2 separate regions of the Anser cygnoides genome follow, and region 1 is linked to region 2. A link is a contact called in public Hi-C data. All regions are on one chromosome and are shown on one strand. Each heading gives the region's core, a stretch centred on a gene start, on an enhancer-like site or on the middle of the called end of the contact. The rest is flanking DNA. Distances are from core to core; before and after follow the strand shown. Region 1 holds the start of IRS2 (insulin receptor substrate 2). Region 2 overlaps MYO16 (myosin XVI).

Evidence for each region. Hi-C and Micro-C count contacts between places; a contact is called where the count stands out from the background.
Region 1: a contact with region 2 is called in a Hi-C map of liver, with 3 times the contacts expected there. The contact joins the promoter of IRS2 here to the enhancer-like site in region 2. A contact is called at or near these places in 2 of 7 Hi-C or Micro-C datasets (both in liver).

Annotation. Positions count from the first base shown.
Region 1 is chr1:149,232,881-149,238,055 of Taihu_goose_T2T_genome, forward strand. IRS2 (insulin receptor substrate 2) reads right to left here and starts at 2,282. Exons shown (of 3, transcript XR_010827027.1): 1 at 1-2,282. LOC106044456 (a long non-coding RNA gene) reads left to right here and starts at 2,611. Exons shown (of 3, transcript XR_010827033.1): 1 at 2,611-3,514.
Region 2 is chr1:148,837,973-148,843,117 of Taihu_goose_T2T_genome, forward strand. MYO16 (myosin XVI) reads left to right here. Exons shown (of 35, transcript XM_048077901.2): 18 at 2,987-3,104; 19 at 3,872-3,943; 20 at 4,550-4,691. Among named protein-coding and RNA genes, the nearest start is that of MYO16, 260 kb to the left of the region's middle. Within about 2 kb of position 3,504, at least 2 of the 3 cell types and tissues checked have open chromatin away from gene starts, as enhancers often do. A contact at or near this core is called in liver, where this site is marked.

The DNA of each region.
Region 1 (5,175 bases), core at 1,032-3,531, 390 kb after region 2:
TCATCGTCTCCCCCACCGCCGCCTCCTCCTCCTCCTCCTCCTCCTCCCCCCCCTGCCGGCGGCCCCAGGTTGGTGCTGCTGCTGCCGGAGCTGCGGTGCGAGCCGATCTCGATGTCCCCGTAGTCCTCGGGGTAGGGGGTGTAGGTCACTTTGGGGGACGCCGCGGCAGGGAAGGAGGGGAAGAGGCGGCCGGCGCTGCCGGCGAAGGTGGCGCGCATCAGCGTGTACTCGTCGAGGGAGGCGGAGGAGAGCTGCGGCGGGGGGGGCCTCTGCCGGCACGGGGTGGTCAGCGAGTAGGTCCGCTTGCGGTGGCCCCGGTCGGCCGCCGGGTCGGGGCAGGGCCGGTAGCAGAGGCGGCCGCTCGGGGGCCGCTCCATCGCCATGTAGCCGTAGAGGTCGGTGCCGCCGCCGGGGTCCCGCGCCGGGGGGGTCTCGGCCACCGACTCGGGCGTGTTGCTGCGGTTGCTGGCGGTGGAGGAGGAGGAGAAGGGCCGCGGGTCGCCGCCGGGGCTGGAGCCGTACTCGTCGAAGGACATGAAGCCCGCGTCGCTGGGCGAGCCGGAGACGGAGGCGCTGCCGCTGGACGGGCGCTGCGGGTGGTGCGGGTGCGGCGGCTCGGAGCCCAGCCCGCTGCTGGAGGACAGGCTGACGGGGCTGGTGGCGGAGGGGGGCGAGTGCGAGGCGGGCATGGACATGGAGCGGCTGCCCTGCAGCCCGCCCCCGGCCAGCACCGGCAGCAGCTTCCCCGCCGGCCGGGCTCCGCCGCCGCCGCTCAGCGTGTGCGAGCGGCTGAGCGGGGTCCGCACGGGGCCGGGGCTCATGGGGCTGCCGGCGGCGGAGCCCACCCGGCAGCCGTCGCCCTCGCTGGCCGTCCGCACCCGGCACGGCGCGCACTTGGGGCCGGCGGCCAGGCTGTCGGTGCGGGAGCGGCGCAGCAGCCCCGTCTGGCTGGGGGGCAGGTTGACCAGGTGGTGGTGCCGGCGGCCGGGCACCGTGATGGGGTGGGTGGCCGAGGAGCCGCCGGCCCCGCCGCCGCCGCCCGCCCCGCCGGAGGAGGAGGAGGACGAGGACTGGCTCTTGCTGCGGGGCCGGAACTCGGACAGCTCCTTGAGCGCCTTCATGGCCTCCAGGATGGTCTCGTGGATGTTCTGCGCCACCACCGAGTCGTCCGCCTGCATCCACAGCTCGCCGGGCCCGGTGGCGGCCGAGCGCCCCACCTCGATGAAGAAGAAGCTGTCCGAGTGGCCGCAGCGGCGGATGTTCATCAGCTGCAGCGTGACCGACGGCAGCTCGCAGTTGAGGCGCACGAAGCCGATGGTGCGGGCCGAGAGGCACAGCCGGTGCACGCCGGTGAGGTTCTTGCTCTGCCCCAAGCCCTTGGGCTTCAGCGTCACCTGCCAGACCTCCCGGTAGGCGGCGGCGGCCGGCGTGACCAGCCCGTAGTTGAGCTCCTCGCCGGCGGCCGCCAGGGAGGAGGCGGCGGCGGCGCTGCAGGAGGCGGCGAAGGGCGACGGGAGGTGGCGGCGCGGCGAGCCCTGCCCGGCCGCCTTGCCCTCGTTGAGCAGGTCGGTGAGCGCCCGGTACCAGCCCTCCTGCTCCTGCTCGTTCTCGGCCGCCACGGCGAAGTACTCGTCCTTGGTGTAGAGGGCGATGAGGTACTTGTGCTTGGCGTCGGCGCGCTTGTTGATGTTGAGGCACGAGTCCAGGGCGATCACCCGCTTGGGCGCCCCGGACTTGTTCCTCCATTTCTTCTCGCTCTCGTAGTACTCCAGCCGGGCGCCCCCCGCCTCCTCCCCGCCGCCCGGGCCCCGCAGCACGAAGAAGCGCTTGTGGCCGTGCTTCTGCTTGCGCAGGTAGCCGCACTTCCTCACGCCCTGGTTGTTGTTGTTGTTGTTGTTCAGGTTGGGGCCGGGCGGGGAGCCCGGCGGACCCAGCACGGCGGGGCTCGCCATCCCCGGCCCCGAGGCGGCTCGCTGCCCGCGCCGGGCCGGGATGGGCGCCCGCAGCGGGGACACCGCGCTAGGAGGCGGCAGCGGCGGCTGGTGCTGCCCCGGCTTCCCCGGCTGGGCTGCCGGCGGCGGCGCTCCTCCTGCTCCTGCTGCTGCCGCTGCCGCTGCGAGCGCTTCCCACCGCGCCGGGCTGCTGCCGGTGCTGCTCGCGCTGCCGCTGCTGCCTGCGCCGGCGGGAGCGTGGCAGTGAGTAACGCATCGCGCACCGAGTGCCCCAACTAAAGAGCAAAACAACACGTGACCGCCGAGTTACCGAGGCGCTCACACACCGAGACGGGGCGGGACCCCGCCGCCGCCGCCGCCGCCCCGCATTGGCCGCCGCGCCGCGCGAGCGGCGGCCGCCGCGGCCAATCGCGCGGCGGGGCGGGCGCTAAGCGGAGAGGCGGCGCGCTGCCATTGGCCGCCCGGCGCCTCGCCTCCCCCCGCCCCCGGCGGCGGGCCCCTTCCCGCCCACGGCCCCCGGCTCCCCTCAGGCGCCGCCCGCGGCGGCGGGACCCGGCCGCGCCCCGCCCCCGGAGCGTGCCCGCCTCAGGGACCGTTGCGACCGTTGGCGGGACGCGGGGAGCGCGGCGGAGGAGCCGGCGGCGGCGGCGGGGCGAGGGGCACGGTGCCCGTGGGCTCGCCGGCCGCCCCTCCGCACCCCTTCGCCGTCCCGGGGGGCTGCCGTCAGGTGGCGGCGCCCCGCCCGCCGCGGGCCCCCGGAGCCGAGCTTCCGGGCGTGTGCGTGTGCCCACCGCCCCTCCTCCTGGCTCCGCACGCGCTCACACACTCACACGCGTGTGTGTGCGTCAGCCCTCCCCACGCACGCACGCAGAGCGGCGCCCACCTCACGCCCCCCCACCCCCCCCCCAGTTTCTCCTTCCCTCCTCCGCCGTTATCTGCGTGCGGCGGGGAAACGCCGCCTGGAGCGGGGACTGTTTAATGCGATAAATCCGTTTTTACGCCGCGGGGCTCACGCCGAGCACCCCCGTTCCCCGGGTGGGGGTGCCCCTGCCTCTTGTACGCACCCCAGGGGGGAGAAAAGTGAGGCTGCGGTCGCGCAAATATAAAAAAAAAAGAAAGAATAAAGGGGATGGAGGGGGAGAGAAAGCGATGCGGGGCCGCCCGCAGCCTCCTTTGGAAATGAGCAGCTGAGGGAAGGAGGGGGAGAGGCTGGGGAAGACCACCGTGGTGGTTCGTCATGCTGGGAGGCTGCCATGAAGCGGCTGCTGAAGGAGGGCCTCTCCCGCCGCCTCACCGGGAGACGCTGGGTCTTGGCTGGGAGGTGGCGGGGTTTGGGTTGTTTCTTGGGGAAGGGGAAGCAGGGGGAGAAAGGCAGGCGGTGGAGGTGTGAGGCCCTGACCTCTCTCCCCAGGGCGCCCGCCGTGCGCTGCTGATTCACCGGGTCACCCTGGGCAAGGTCCTCGCCGCCTCCCCGCGCCCCAGCCGAAAGCAAGCCGTCCTGACCCTGTTTGCTGTCCTGGCAACGGGCGCCGGCTCCTGTGTCTGGAAAATGCATGGAAGAGGTAGGGAATTGTAAATTTAGATGACGCGTCGTGATGGCACAGCAGACCTCAACGCGGAAGGTTTCGTATGGAAAAGCAGGCGTAGTGGCTGTGCTACCGACAGGCTGTCAGCTGCAGGCTTCAGGGGAGTTAGGTGAACCATTTCTTGCCGCTCCGAGCAATCTGGGCCCGTAAACACTGTCAGGAGTCATTTGTCTGGAAACCCCTTGCAAATTTGGAAAGATTTTTCCAGACGTTTATGAAATACACGCGGTGACCTTACGCACGCATTCTTACATCTGACATGCTAAAGAAGATGAATATTCATTTCTCTAAATGGTATTTACATATATGTAAGTCATTACAACGCGTTCAATAAACGTTTTGATGTAATGACTAGCTGCAGAACTAAGCAAACAATTTGTATGACAGGCATTGAGATAGACTAGCATTCAGGATTGATTTCTATATTGACATTGATATAAAGAGTATCTGTATCATTTAATTTTAGCAGTGGCTGATGCATAACAAGCTTTTTTTCCCCTATTTTGTTTGGTTGGTTTTCTTTTGTTTTTCGTGTATAACTGGTACAAAGCACAGGAAGTGGTTCTCAGGTGTGCATAAACTTCAGGTAAAAAACAACAACAACAACAACAACAACAAAAACACAACTATTGTTGCATGACCGACCCTCTTGAATGAATGACCCTAGTTTACATAGGTGGTCTTCCTCATTCAGAGTTTGAACTCCTCTGAATTGTTTTTCAAAACTATATCCCCTTCTGGAAAATTTTCCCAGTCATTTCAGTGTAATTACAGGGGCATTTAATTGAAACAAACGGACTAGCACCACTGCTCCATCCCACCTCTCGGCCACAGTTCACTGTTCCTACAGGCTGGCATGTCTTATACTTCAGCTATTTCCATGTGTCGTGTAGCATACTAGCTTTAATTTCTGCGGGCTTTCAATGAGGCAGGCTATGAATCTGGGTGGCTGAAGCATAGCACTTGTTCTCTTGTTCCACTGAGCCATCTCAGGAAGAACACAGGGGTGGGCAAATAGGGACAGCAGCATCTTCAGTAACTGCAGTAGATTTGCCAGAGGATGTTTGCTTAGATCATCTCCAAAGAATAATTCCATCATGATGAAAGAAAAAACAATTTTCTTTTACCTCTCCCATTCCTTTTCTTCTGTCATATCACCCTGCCCCATCTCTGTTTCAACACATTTATCTTCTAGCTTGAAGTCTCTTCTGGGAATGCTTTGCCAATATATGAAGTAGACCAACAAAATAGTGCTCATATTAACAACTTTCATGCCTGCTAAACTGTGCTTTTGCCAGCATACCGTGTTCCAGCCATCTCTTTTTTTTTCCTCCAAGAAAAATAAGCTGTGTTAGGTAATGGTCAGACTTATCAAAATGGACTATCTGTGTTAGGGGCATTTGCTCACAGTTATGTCAGTCATAACATGTTACTCCTTCCACCCTCAACTGGCAGGGACATGCCAAGAAAGGGCTACACCAACCTTACTTATGAAGCTGTCTTTAGATATACCAAATACAGTTTTGCCAGCACGGAGCCCTACTGATGTCATGCTTCCACTCCTTGAGTATCTGGGGTCCTTATATGTCAAAAGAAGACAGGTGATCATTTAATTTATTTATAAATGTGTTTAGACT
Region 2 (5,145 bases), core at 2,254-4,753:
TAATTCCCTTCAGGATACTAGAATATTTAACAGACTCTCCATATTTTATATATCTATATATTTATCTCTCTCTATATATATATATGCTATCTAGCACACTGTAGCTGGGACACTTCTGCAAAACAAATATGTAAGCAACAGTAATTTAAGAAAAAAGTATAAACTTCTTTTCTTCACCCCTACATGATATTTAGCAGCATAAGAAAAAAGCTGGGGAAAAGTTTATGTGACAGTATGCTGGATTATCATAAGAGATGACAGATGGGCAAAGCTTGTAATAAAAAAGGATCGTCAGCAAAAAAATTGTGACCCTGTGTTGAAGCTGTTATTGAGGTGTGAGCTAGAGTAACTTCTGCAGTGATTGTGCATCATATAGTTATTTGGTATTCCCTAGTTAAGGTAGTAACAAATGTTCCTTGGTAACCTATGCCACCTTTTAATATAAAGAAACAATGGTTGTTTTTTTTTTTCCCCTCCATGAATATTCATGTGGCTATGTATGAAGTGGAACACATATGGCTATATTTAACAGAATTATTCTTTACTTCTAAGTCTCAAGCTCTGCACCTGTAGTATTGAGTAGCAGAAGTTCCATGCTTTTCCAATAATCCAGCATTTAGCCCGGTGTTCACAGATGATAGCTCATCTCTAGCTCTTTGATTAATCTTCCTGTTCCATTAATGAAAGGCTTCATCTCATAACTAAATAATAGAATGCAGAACAAATCACGTTTGGAAGCCTGCAGAAACTGTCTGAGAACACTGTACAAAAAAAATGGAGTATTTGGGATCCAGCACTTCACTTTGCTTAGAGTTCATAGAATCATAGAATGGCTTGGGTTGGAAGGGACCTTAAAGATCACCAAGTTCCAACCCCCCTGCCATGGGCAGGGACACCTCCCACCAGACCAGGTTGCTCCAAGCCCCATCTAACCTGGCCTTGAACACCTCCAGGGATGGGGCATCCACAGCTTCTCTGGGCAGCCTGTGCCAGGGCCTCACCACCCTCTAGAGTTCTTGAAAGGAAGGTATGTTGCATCTCAGTGAAGCGTAAACCAGCTTCAAGACTCTTCTATATCCAAGTAGCATGAGAATAATCATTTAGTGAACTAGATATCTGTGGAGTACCAGAGTACTGCAGGCTGATTTCTTGTGCTGGATATTAGAAAGAAATAATGTAGATAAAACGTGTCTCCTGAAATTACTACCCATTACTTCTGAGATACATGGAGAGGTCTGTGTGTATTATTCCTTTACTGTCTAGTCACATTCAATAATAGAGTAGATTATCTTTTTGAAGAACAACATAAACATTCTTAAACAGTCTTTGATGGAATCCCACAAAGTACCTTAATGTCTATAAAATAACTTGTCTTAAAGTCGAGGAAACATGCGTCTTAGAACACAATGCAAAAGTGTTTGAGACTCTGGAACCTCAACTAAACCTGAGGCCTTACCAAAACCACCAAAATAAACAGCTATTTTCCCCCTCCTGCAAGTCAGTGCAGTACAGTCATTCCCAAACCAGTTCTGAACAAGTTAACAAGCAAGAACTATGCTTTACTAATATGGCATTCGATCTTGCCTAAGAGCAAGAAGCAGGGTGTATCATCCTAGCGTGAATGCCAGATTAGTGTGGCAACTCATCTGTGGTAAGAGCTATCTTATTCAGAGTTTGCCTGTAAAAAAGGGCAACAACGTATTGGGTTGTTTTGATATCTTGTTTTGATATCTTTTTTAATCTCCAACTTTGGGATTGTGTAACAGAAAAATATACTGTTGCCCTACGTACATCTATCTCACATAGTGCGAGACTGAAGTTCTCGTCTTAAATTATAATTTCAGGAATCAAACTATCAAATGCCCTGTAGTCTGTTTCACAGAAATACTTAAGCATTTTTTTTTTTTTTTTACCTGTAGCTTCTGCAAACAAATGAAAAGTTGTCCAAGCTTGGTTTTAATGTGTTCAGAATTCATTGCAGTCACTAGAGAGTAGAGGGGATATATTGGCTAAATGTTTCATTTGCAGTGTATTTTTTAATCTTACCCTGCAAATTGCAGTAAGTGGGACTTCTTGCTGTCAGTTCTACTGTTTCAGTAGAATCAGGCTCTAAATATTATATTTTTAAAAAATATTTCAAGTAAGAGTTATCAAGTAGCTTTGCTATACATAATGTCATGCAATAATATGGTGGATATCAGATTTCCTGTTTTATATTTTTAAAGGAGCACCATTGTTATATAACTGATTTATTTTTTTTTTAAATTAAGAACACATGTTTTTAATGTCTTAGCTCTTTTTTTTTTCCTTGAATTTAAAAACATTAAAACAAGCAAAGAAACAAAAACATTCACTTTCTTCTTGGTGTGGTAATAATGAGGGCAGGAAAAAAATAGCCCTTAACGATAACTGCTTCAGGACATTAGAGACATCTGAAGATAGCATGCAATCATGGTGGGTAAGCGTGTGAGCAAGGGGGTTGCTTTTGTTTCTTTCCAATCTTAACTACAGCTTTTACTACCAGGAACCTGATATAATTTAAAGCTAGACACTTTGCTTGTGAATGCACTTGGCTAAGGAAAAAACAGACCTTGCAGGAAAAAACAGACCCAGATACAGAATTTGTCTTAACGGAAATTCTCTGTGGAGAAGATATATTTATTTTTTGCAGAAATAGTTCATCCAGTAAACGTATCTCAGTGTTTTTTCACACACTGTAAAAAAGTTTCTAAAATCAGTAGCTAATGTGATTTACATCAAAACAAAAGTTAAAAAGGTAATCTTGTTGTTTTAGGTCCTAAATGGGTTCCAGTTTGATTTGTAAATCCAAATGTTACTGTTAATAGTTATTTCATGAATACTTTTTAATTTAGCAAATGCCAAGGATAAAAACTACTGGAATGTGCATTTTGATAGAGCATTGCCTTTCACCAGTGTGCCCAACAAATCTCTTCTTTGTCTTTAATTGTGCATGAACTACGTGCAGGAGGTGGAGAACCTGTTTGTGATTCTCTCAGCAATTCTGCATCTTGGAGACATTAGTTTTACGGCTCTGACAGACGCCGAGACAGCACTTGTGTCGGACCTGCAGCTGCTGGAGCAAGGTCAGTGGGACACAACCTGCTGGCACTGCCTGCTTGGCCCCGCAACAGGGAGGTTGCGTCAAGCCACCGACAGATGGAAACCCAGCTCCAGGGAGACAGCCAGCTTCTGGAGCTGTGAGAAGACAAGCACCCAATCAACTTGGATGTTTTATAAACTCCAGATTTTTATGAGACTAAATAAAATGCTAGGATTGCGAATTATCCAATTCAATGTCAGATTTAATGGTGTCATTTGCCAAAAGAAGTTGTTCAGTGCACTTTGTGCAGCCCTCTTTTAAAACACTCTTGTGCTGCTCGTCAACAGCTGAACAATTTGCATTGAATCAAATTCCTTTCAAAATCTGTGTCTTAAGAAGGTCTCATGCTTTCATGCTTTGAAGTTTGCCCTGTTGGTCACTAATAAATCTCCTCAAAGTGGCTTATGGATACAGATTGTCAATAAATAGCATACCTTAACTGTAATAGGAGAGAAAGTCTGCCAAGCGCTGTGGAAAGTCCTGAGTAATCTTTAAAGAGGAAAGAAAGCTGTAATGTAATATACAGATACAGTCCAACTTCACAAAGTGCTGATTATAGTAATACATTTTTATATGTTCATTAATTCTGATTACTCCTGTGACAGCGCTCTTTTCTTTAATGTGTAGGTTCTTTCACTGTTCAAAAAATAACATCTACATAAGAAAATCTGTTATAAAAATGAAATATACAGTCCAGCACAAATTCTTTAAATTTTTTAAAGCTTTTTTAAAATTCTCTTTTCGTTTCAGTGGCAGGGATGCTGCAGGTTTCACCAGATGAGCTCGCTTCAGCCTTAACAACTGATGTCCAGTATTTTAAAGGTAATCTTTTCCAAGCTTACATTCTCATAGATCAGACCTGATGTCATTTTGATCCTTCTGATTTGAGAGTTTTAAAAGCAGATAATTTTTGTTCTTTATTTTTCATGGTCTCATGAAAAATAAATTCCTCTCTCTGAGGAATACGTAGGATTATCCACCATGCAATATGTCAGATCAGACTACTGAATTAGAACTGTCTTTATAACATGGTGCGAAGGAGCTTTGCAGTCAGACACTGGTGGACTCCTAGCTTTATTAATCTTACAAGTATGTCAAGATGACAGATTAGTTGTTAATACTAAGAACTAAAGTCAACAGGAGTGTCCCTAAAAACACAAGTTTTGAAGAAGTTTTTTTCAGTAAAATGCTAGTTGTGTGTAATAACCATACCCTTTTCTATTGAAAAGAAGTTCATGTTTCCAAGCTGAAGATCTTGTGAGTGTTAATAGTCTTTCATCTGTCACTGGAGGCTTCAGAAAGAAACTAGCACCATGTTTAGCTGTGGCAAAGAAGAAGTAAAATGGATGGGAGGACTTATTGTAACTAAAATTACTTAAAGCAAGCTTTACAAATTGTTTTATTTCCATTTTCTGATTTCTCTCTTAGGAGACACGATAGTACGGAGGCACACTATAGAGATTGCAGAATTTTATCGGGATCTCTTGGCAAAATCTCTATATGGTCGTTTATTTAGCTTTCTAGTCAACACAATCAACTGCTACCTCCAAAATCAAGATGAGACTGGCAGGTATGATTACCATTATAAACTAATAGCTGTGTCATTATCTGTTCAAATTCAAATCCATAATAGAACCATAATGCCATCATTTAATGCATTTTGTGATTGCATGAAACTGACACTTGAGTCCTTATTGCTCACTGGTCATTCCTGGAATGTTTCAAATTGCTTCCTCAATTATAAGTTTGTTTGATTACTTGTTTACATGGCTGAATATGATACTTTATGCAGTTATCTGTATTGGTGGTTAGAATTAGTAGTCTTTTAAGAGTTGACAATACAGAATGAACTAAGCCTTTCAAAAAAAAATCTGAAAAAAATCTGCTTGATGTTTGTGCAGAATATACTAGTTCTTTGCCCCCCAAACTTTGACCTTAGCACTGGTTATTAAAAACAGAATTTTGTTCAAAGGCCTTCAAATGAATGTTTAAACTTCACTTACCATTGAATACAAGTTGCTGTC